Linked DNA regions of Mus musculus: regions 2 and 3 are each linked to region 1. A link is a contact called in public HiChIP or PLAC-seq and promoter capture Hi-C data. All regions are on one chromosome and are shown on one strand. The core of a region is the stretch at or near the end of the contact, and the rest is flanking DNA. Distances in the headings are between cores, read along the strand shown. Region 1 holds the start of BC065403 (cDNA sequence BC065403). Region 2 overlaps Tcf12 (transcription factor 12). Region 3 overlaps Tcf12 (transcription factor 12).

Region 1 (2,764 bases), core at 185-2,684:
GTCACTGCCTGAATCACCCCAGCTCAGGCCAGAGCTACTGTATGTTGGATTTTGTATTTTTTCTGTACATACAAGGTCTTCAATTCTCATAGAGACATATAGAAGACATATATAGAGACATATACAGATTATATAAAACAAAGACATTTAATATTTTTGTCCAATCATTCTTTTTTTAAGATTTATTTATTTTATGTATGTGAGTGCACTGTAGCTGTACAGATGGTTGTGAGCCTTCATGTGGTTGTTGGGAATTGAATTTAGGACCTCTGCTCAGTCTGGTTGGCTCCGCTCGCTCCAGTCCAAAGATTTATTTGTTATTATACATAAGTACACTGTAGCTGTCTTCAGACACACCAGAAGAGGGCGTCAGATCTCTTTACAGGTGGTTGTGAGCCACCATGTGGTTGGTGGGATTTGAACTCAGGACCTTTGGAAGAGCAGTCAGTGCTCTAACCGGCTGAGCCATCTCGCCAGCTCTCTCGTTTCATCATTCTTTACTATGTGAGCATCAAATTAGCATATTGTTGGATTGAATTGTGTTGGAATGCTTGATCTTGAATCCAGTTGTTATTGACTACCGGCTTGAATTTCATAAAAGAAACCAATAAAGAAATTTTAGCTTCAACAACTTCTGAAATGACTCTAATGACACTCCTAACATTTTGTGCTATATATGTTTATGAAAAGTGGTATTCTCAGCTCTTGACAATGATAAAATCAAAGTATCCATGTCACAGAGCAACCAAACCCTTCATGACTGAGTTCAGATGCCACTGTTGCCATAAAAATCAACCAAGTCCCTCAACTGACCTGCGACTTCCCCCACCTGAACTCTCTCTGGCCGCTCCCTTGAGGGTTCTTCCTTTGGGGACCTCAACATGTCCTCTTTGTCAATGCTCAAAGAAAGGCCTGATACCTCACCTCTCAGAAGTCTTCGTCTCCCAGCAGCACCCAGAAGAGAAACTTCACTCAGTACACTCCCCTAGTCCCCTAATAGAAGGAACTGCATAACCATTTCCACAAACTCTTGGTTCTAGCCCCTAACTTAACAATTCAATTTTAAGATGGAAAAGAATAAAGTGCTAAATAATACATCCTAAGAAAAGCCAAGAAACAGGATCAAAGTAAGAGGTACAAGGGAAAAGCCACTGCCCAGAGATGGAGTAGAGAGCTGAGCTTTTGAGCGTGGGAGGCTCTGCAGAGGCTGCAACCCCACCCCAACCCCACAGCGGCTGGGGCAGCTTTTTCTCTGCTGAGCTGTCAATCCACTTCACTAATGCTCTTACCACTGAGAAACTGAACGGTGGCCGGAAGCCCAGAGTAGCCCTTTGGGTGGGGTAGTAAATCCTCCAATAGGACTTCTAGTAGTTACTGGAAGGGTCCAGACTTCAAGACCTTTCTTGCTTTCTCATGTTGAAATCTTGAGGATGCTGGGATAGTCTGACGTGTGGTCAGAGCTATGAGGAAGTAACTAACACAGACAGTATCTTTGTCTGCAGTTCCTAGCGGGGTAGCACATCATTCAGGAGACAGCTTCTAGATGATACTGAATCCCAAGAGAGGGGCCTGGCAGATGAATGACATCAGCTAAGGCAACCTGAAGGGCCTCGTGCCACACAACGATAACAGTAAGTACCCTCTATCTCACTTCAGACAGTCTGAAAGGCAGGCTTTTGGAAAAGCATCATCCCCATTGAGAGGATGGCCCTGCCTGACAAATTCTGCTGTGAGGGTGTGGGAGGGGCGCCTTTATGTCTTCTATTTCCCTTAAGAAGTTCAGTCACGTTCAGTCACATGCCTGGCTCGCAGTCTGTTTATCAGGATCAAGCACGCTCTCTGGAGAGCGCAGACAGCAGGATGGGCCGAGCTCGGATGACAGTCTGCCCTGTGGAGATTGACTTTAATGAAGCAAGAATAAACAGGAAGATTAAGTACAAGCAGAAACCAGTGACAAGTTCTGAGCTCACCTCTCTGCTGGAATTGAAGGGCTCTCTGCCGCTGAGCGAGTCTCTGTTAGAGAGAAAGAGGCATCATCTGTTTGGTCGCTAATGATCCTGTTATCCACATCGGGCCCCAGTGTGCGCAAAGAAAAGTTTTCTCTCGATTTAGAGAGCAACTTCTGTATGTTTTATTTATATCTACTCACAAAACAAATTGTTTTCTAAGATTGGAAAAGTTAAGATTGATAAGGGTTGAGAAAATATTTAATAAACTGAAAAATGACATCCTTTTAGGGATTAAGGATTGCTAGTATTACTCTGCTATCTGCACCGAGCATTCACACCTACTCGGGTGTTTGTGGCATAAACGTGGCTAGTTCTGCGGGGAGATCTTACAGAAGGATGACTGTCCTGGAATAAACAGACCAACCAGCTAGTCTTCTTTATAAAGCCACTTCTTAGGGCTTTCTAAACGGATCCTAATACCCGACTGTTTTGGTTCCTCATTTCGTGTATGATTTTTGAAAAGTAACTTTTTAAAAACCTGTTTTGCAAAACAGCCAGTAAGCAAGTCCAGGATTCCCATCGGCCCTCTGGAGATGCCATTTCATTCATATCCTGAGTACCGAGTATTTTCTTTCTTTTTTTCCCCCCCACTATTGTGTTTCTTTTGGAAAAAAAATAGATCTTATTAAAACTGGAATGAAGTCTGAATTAGCTGTAGCACATTCTGCAGTACTTAATTCAACTGGGAGTTGCTTCGTGACTGAGTGTATGTAAATGTGTGTGCCTGAGACCACTGAGGACGCCACAATGTAGCT
Region 2 (2,700 bases), core at 183-2,682, 330 kb after region 1:
CTTAGGCTTCATTGGGCCTTCAGGAAACATAGGCCAGTACTGCTTGATAGACTTTTTCCATTGATGAAGAGCTGTTTTAAAGTCTGTCTGTCAAATAAATGTTGCTGTTGAGTGCATGAAATGTCACTAATGTGACTGAACTGAATTTTAATTATTTAAAATTTTTGTTTGACTAGGCACACTTGGCTGGAGGCCACCTCATTGGACAGCTAGGCAGTTTACAACATGACTTACATCTTGGGTTGTTAATATATTAATGCCTCTTAAAAAGAATATGCAGTGTTTGGTTGGGTGATGTTTTATTTCGGTCACTCAGTTTTGATTGTTGTCTTGTTTGCTTTGACTAATACTTTTTAGTGATAGCATTTTAATTTACTTTCTTATGCTGTATATGCTAAAATCTCTTTAGGGTCAGCTGATACTGGATCAAAATTTATTGTCAGGAATGCCTAGATTTCACTAATTTTTTTCTTGAAATTGTCATATAATTCTTTTTTTGTATGTCAGATTTTTTCATTTCTCTTGAATTTTTTTTTAAAAATAATTCTTTCACTGATCTGTACTTTTCTTTCTTTCCTCCTTTCTTCTTCCATTTCTCTCTGCTCCTTTCCCTTCCCTCTCCCCTAGTCTTCCTGCTCCTCTACTCCTCACCACTCTGCTTCCCTTCCCTCTTCTTCCTCTCCCTCCCCGTGTGCTAGGTAAGTGTTTTATAATTGATCTATTCTTTTATATACTGAGTTAACCCTAACCCTTTTAGTAATAATTTTATTTTGAGCAAAATTTTGCTAAGTTTCCCAGTCTGATATCAGACTTGTAATCCGAGATGGGAATATAGACGTTTGCCACCACAGCTGCCTGTCATTGACTTTTTGAGCTTCCCAATTAGACTCTCTCTCTAATTTTTTAAAGAATTGATTTAGCTTTTATCTTGAGTCATTTAGTATTGCTTGCTTGCTGCTTTGAACCTTGCATTCCTGAGAGCCAGGGAATAATAGAGGAAATACATACATGCTCAGAAAGTAGGAGAGGCAAGCATTCTGTTGTGAGCATATTTGGAAGTGTTTTTAGGAGACATAAGCTGTAGCAATGGGAGTAGGAAAGTATGTCAACAGGAAAAACAGTGACCAGTCAAAGACATTTATGGTTCTTCATGCTAGTGTAGCATTCCTTTACCAGCTCAGCCATCTCTCAGGTTCCTACAGTCTCTTGATAAGGTACTTATGTGTCTGCCTTTTATTCCTGCTCTTTTTTATTCAGACTTTTAAAATGTCTTAGTTTGTCCAACCAAATACAGAGATTCTCCAGTCTAAGAAGCATTTCTGGGTTAGCATTCTTACTGTAACATTCAAGCATTTGGTGACTAATGACTTAATGATTTGACTAGTTTCAGGATGATCACCTAAGCATGTCTCATCCAGTTGCTGGGGTTATGAAAGTGTTCATTTGTAACAAATAGAAACATGATTGCTTAGGTATGCTCATTCAACCAGACTGTGAGTGGCTTTTGTACCAGGAGGCATTCTTCAGAAATAGCTAAATGGGTTCTCAGTGCCATTGGTTCCATTACTTTCATTTTCATTAATAGCTAGCCCTTTTTTTGAGTACTTATAAATAAATATACAATGTTGTAGAGCAATGCTTTGTAGATGACTAGAAAGTAGGTATATTGTTGTTTCTAAGGAGTTCATAGTCTGAGCAACAGGAGCCATGTGCAGCAGCAGTGTATTATTATAGTGATAAGTAATTCTGATGTAAGCAGATGGCTTAATAGTCGAACCATTTAAGGGCTCAGAGCTGTATGTCCATCCCTCAGACAAACTTTGTGGCTTTGAGTCAGTTTTATAAAATAAGTTAGTAAGTAAGTAAGTAAGTAAATAAATAAATAAATAAATGTAATTCTTTAAAAGGAGAATGGCATGGAGCTTTTTGGTAATCATGTCTGGAATAAAAATTTGAATGAATAGCAAAAATACTGTGGTTGTATTGGTTGATAATTCACTGATGTTCTAATGTATAGCAGACCCATAGTTTATGAAGATTGTTTTTCTGTTCTTCCACCTAGAATGATCATCTTTTCTTAAGACCTGATCTTGTTTTGTTTTTATGTAGATAAGAATTTTGGTTTTGTTTTCTGCTGTATTGCCTCCTTTAAAACTGCTCATGTAATAGAATATTTGACTTTTTGGTGGTGCTTGTATTCATTCTTTCATTTTTCTGTATTTTAAAGTTTCTCTGAATTTAATTACAATTGGACTTTGCTACAGATATTTGAAGCAAGAATTTTATCTGTTTTCTTTACATACATTATTTGTAAATAGTTGGGTTTATTTTAAAGTTTTGCACTGTTGAAAAATCTGTACTAATACAACTTTATATCAGCAATGTCATAATATTTAAGTGATTAATCTCTAGAATAAATATGTTACTTGTGTGAACATGAACAAAAAAGTTAAACTTTTCAATTATATATTTTGTATAGAAGTCACTTTGCTTCTTTGAAGTTAATTTTGTTAGTGTATCTGAAAATGATGACAATTTTGTTTCCTAGTTAAGCAGGCACATGCTTTTGGCCAGGAGTCATTTCATATTAAATATTCAGTTACACTGGGATGTCAGGGTGAGTGCCTACTTTGTTTTTAATTGGCACTTTCATTAAGATAGCCATCATCCAAGGCAGCTCTTCAGAAAGGCAATTGACAG
Region 3 (2,700 bases), core at 8-2,507, 440 kb after region 1:
ACTTTATTTCTGAATTGTGTGAGCTTAAAACAGATTCAATTCTCCTTTGCTGCTTGTTTTCCTGACAATTAAATTCTAGGTGGCTTTCAGGTTTTTTTCTAGAGATGGTTTCTGTGATCGTAATTGGATTATCAGAGTACTGATGTATTTTTAAGCCTTCATTTAACCTCACAAAAGTAGTCCTTTATTTATCGAAAACTACTGATGTTGCAGTTTAAATGTCAAGAAATTATTTATTAGGTCCTTTTAAAAAAAGATTCTATAGTTACGTTGGGCGGTCTTGTTTGATATTTCTTAATCTTAGTCCTTTTTCATAATTGATCTATTCATTCTACCTAATGACTAATTACATATCAGAGCACATCATCAGCCACATTCATCATAGTAGAATGTAATAATCAATGACATTTCAACAAAGGAAAAAATAAATATGCAAATAAGGCCTCATTAACATTTGCATGAGTTGTTTGAATAATCACGTTGCTGACAAGGCTGTAATTAACAGAAATTGATGCTGAGTTCAGTATTTGATAGTGTGTTTTCTCAGCATTTTATTGTTGTCACTGCGGGGGCTGAAATGAAGTTCTGCTCTACTTATACCTTGACTAGAGTTGATGTGCCGAGTACCAAAGGCTTGTGGGAGCCCTTGATTTTCTGTGACCTGCTCTTAAATGCATATGAAGATACTTTACTTAAATTGCGTTGGTTTCTTTTTCCTTAATAAAGCTCAGTTGCATTTTAACAATTATAAAATGACTGTAGAAAGAAAACAAATATAAGGATTTAGAGTTTTGTTATTTTGCCAGAACTGATTTATCTGAATCACTAGAATTTCAAGGTTTAGTTTTGCTCATACCATGGAAAATTGCTGTCATTAATTTTTTTCCCTCTTAAGTCTGCCCCAGTAGATCACTCTGGAGAGGTTGGTGTGCTTACTGTAATTGAAAATCACTTGCTTAGGCCAACAGCAACAATGACAAAAGCCTAATTATAAAATGCACAGTTTGAGGGTGTGTGTGTGTGTGTGTGGTGATTTTTTTAAATAACACTGCTCCCCACATTCCTCCTCCTTTTCCTGTACTGTTTCCTGTTTTTGTCATGGATATTAACTGAAATGTGCTAAACACAATAAAGCTGTTTATGTCAGTTTTTTGGATGACTGCAAGTGCTGATTATAACAAGTTTAAGGAATTTCCTTTGTTGAATGTGTACCCGTGCCATATGGCTCAACACGGAACATTAACTTGACAGGGATAATGGATTGTGCTGTATGGAGACAATTTTGCCTGCAGCTTTCCTATAACTCATTCTGGTTGGGGATCACAGGTTTCTAGTATGGGATGGAGCAAACATCCAGATGGATTTACTTTACATAAAAGAGTTGCATTTCTTTTTATTTCCTCTCTGTAATTGGAAAAAGGAGATTTTTCTTTAAAGAAGCAAAATATTAAAAAGAAATGGAAGATTTAAAAAATCTAAGAAAAGCCTGGATTTTTGTGTAATCTTTTTGTAAAATGCTTTGAAAGATGATTATTTCTGTGTATTTAGTGCATGCATTTTTAAGTCGGGTTTACATAAGCTTATGACACTATCTTTTGAGTCTAAAGTGGATCTTCTTCCCTTTTATATTTATTGGATTGCTTCAGGACTGGGAACAGGAAAATCAGTGCCTTTTCTGATGTTCTTTAGTTATGATCTTCCGAAGATCATGTGCATTTGTAAGTCTTTAAAAAGTCTCTGCTTTTGGCAATGATATTTTATAAATCATAACAAAGTTTATTGGTTTTGTTAACAGTAATGAAGCAGAATTGCTGACTGCTGGTTCCTTGGTTCATTCTGTATCTCTATGAAAGTCATTCTAATTGATTGAATGAGAATAAGAAAACCAAAAGCAACTCCAGAAACAAAATGTAACCAAGTATTAATTACTAGGCTGCTAAGAGTGCTGAGAGCTAACATGGAGTTTAGGTCAGAGGGAAAGAAATGTGGAACATAATCTTCATGATATGATCTGCTAAGAAACTAAACTTAGGTGATATGTGGAACTGACATTATCCATTGACTATAGGCAGTTCTACACTGTCTATTTAAATTAAATCTTGATGCTATGTACCTCTGTGTGTTGCTATGTAAATATGTGAGTGTATGCTTTCTTTTTCAATGTTGTAGGTTGAACATAGGCTTTTGTGTGCTTTAAGCAAGTTACCTTTTCTATTAGTGAGCCCAACCTTGGTTTTTGGAGACAGAATCTTATGCCTATTAATCTTTATGCTTCAGCTTCCTAAGTGCTGGGATTTCAGATGTATGCCTACACACGCTGCTAATTTTTATATTAGAACCTCTTGTACAAAGTTAATCTTCTTCCATAGTGTTACTAAACTGTAAGCTCCCAAGTCACTATTGTGTTTAAATGTTCAATTTAAGTTCCTGGGACGTTCATGGTTTCCAGTATAGTACCTCACTATATATAAGAATGAAATAGAGAATTGGCCCTCAAAGAAACAGAAACATTTTCAGACGTGATTTGCACATTTATGTCTTTCATTTTCTAGTCCTTTCAGTAATACAAGCCCTAGCTTGTTCTCATCAACAAATGGTCTTCATACTTTTTTAAAGTTATTTTTAAATGTGTATGTGCACACATGTGCCCGTATGCCATATAAGGCGTAGTCCATGTATGGAGGCCAGAGAACAACTTCA

What was found. Promoter capture Hi-C pulls out the DNA fragments that hold promoters and counts their contacts. HiChIP or PLAC-seq counts read pairs in DNA pulled down with a chosen protein or histone mark.
Region 2: a CTCF HiChIP or PLAC-seq map of the NIH/3T3 cell line shows a contact between it and region 1, with 6 read pairs. The contact joins the enhancer-like site here to the promoter of BC065403 in region 1. A contact is called at or near these places in 4 of 39 promoter capture datasets (the 3T3-L1 cell line, liver and stem cell-derived epiblast-like cells), 1 of 15 datasets of contacts at CTCF or cohesin (the NIH/3T3 cell line) and 5 of 115 datasets of contacts at active chromatin or transcription factors (the NIH/3T3 cell line, acute myeloid leukemia, astrocytes and 2 more).
Region 3: a contact with region 1 is called in a promoter capture Hi-C map of pre-B cells, with 4 times the contacts expected there. The contact joins the enhancer-like site here to the promoter of BC065403 in region 1. A contact is called at or near these places in 10 of 39 promoter capture datasets (the 3T3-L1 cell line, the HPC-7 cell line, embryonic stem cells and 4 more), 1 of 15 datasets of contacts at CTCF or cohesin (the NIH/3T3 cell line), 4 of 484 Hi-C or Micro-C datasets (the HPC-7 cell line, cortical neurons, embryonic fibroblasts and 1 more), 1 of 115 datasets of contacts at active chromatin or transcription factors (embryonic limb bud) and 2 of 9 other capture datasets (embryonic stem cells and embryonic tail).

The regions. Positions count from the first base shown.
Region 1 is chr9:72,408,537-72,411,300 of GRCm38.p6, reverse strand. It overlaps BC065403 (cDNA sequence BC065403), which reads left to right and starts at 1,434. Exons shown (of 2, transcript NR_152222.1): 1 at 1,434-1,631; 2 at 1,813-2,657. It overlaps Gm27230 (a long non-coding RNA gene), which reads right to left. Exons shown (of 8, transcript XR_003948355.1): 6 at 1,971-2,013; 7 at 1,290-1,888; 8 at 406-584.
Region 2 is chr9:72,075,088-72,077,787 of GRCm38.p6, reverse strand. All of the region lies in intron 3 of Tcf12 (transcription factor 12), which reads left to right. Among named protein-coding and RNA genes, the nearest start is that of Tcf12, 35 kb to the left of the region's middle. Within about 2 kb of position 1,432, at least 34 of the 459 cell types and tissues checked have an H3K27ac peak or open chromatin away from gene starts, as enhancers often do. A contact at or near this core is called in the NIH/3T3 cell line and astrocytes, where this site is marked.
Region 3 is chr9:71,973,163-71,975,862 of GRCm38.p6, reverse strand. All of the region lies in intron 5 of Tcf12 (transcription factor 12), which reads left to right. Among named protein-coding and RNA genes, the nearest start is that of Tcf12, 140 kb to the left of the region's middle. Within about 2 kb of position 1,257, at least 40 of the 459 cell types and tissues checked have an H3K27ac peak or open chromatin away from gene starts, as enhancers often do. A contact at or near this core is called in the HPC-7 cell line, cortical neurons and pre-B cells, where this site is marked.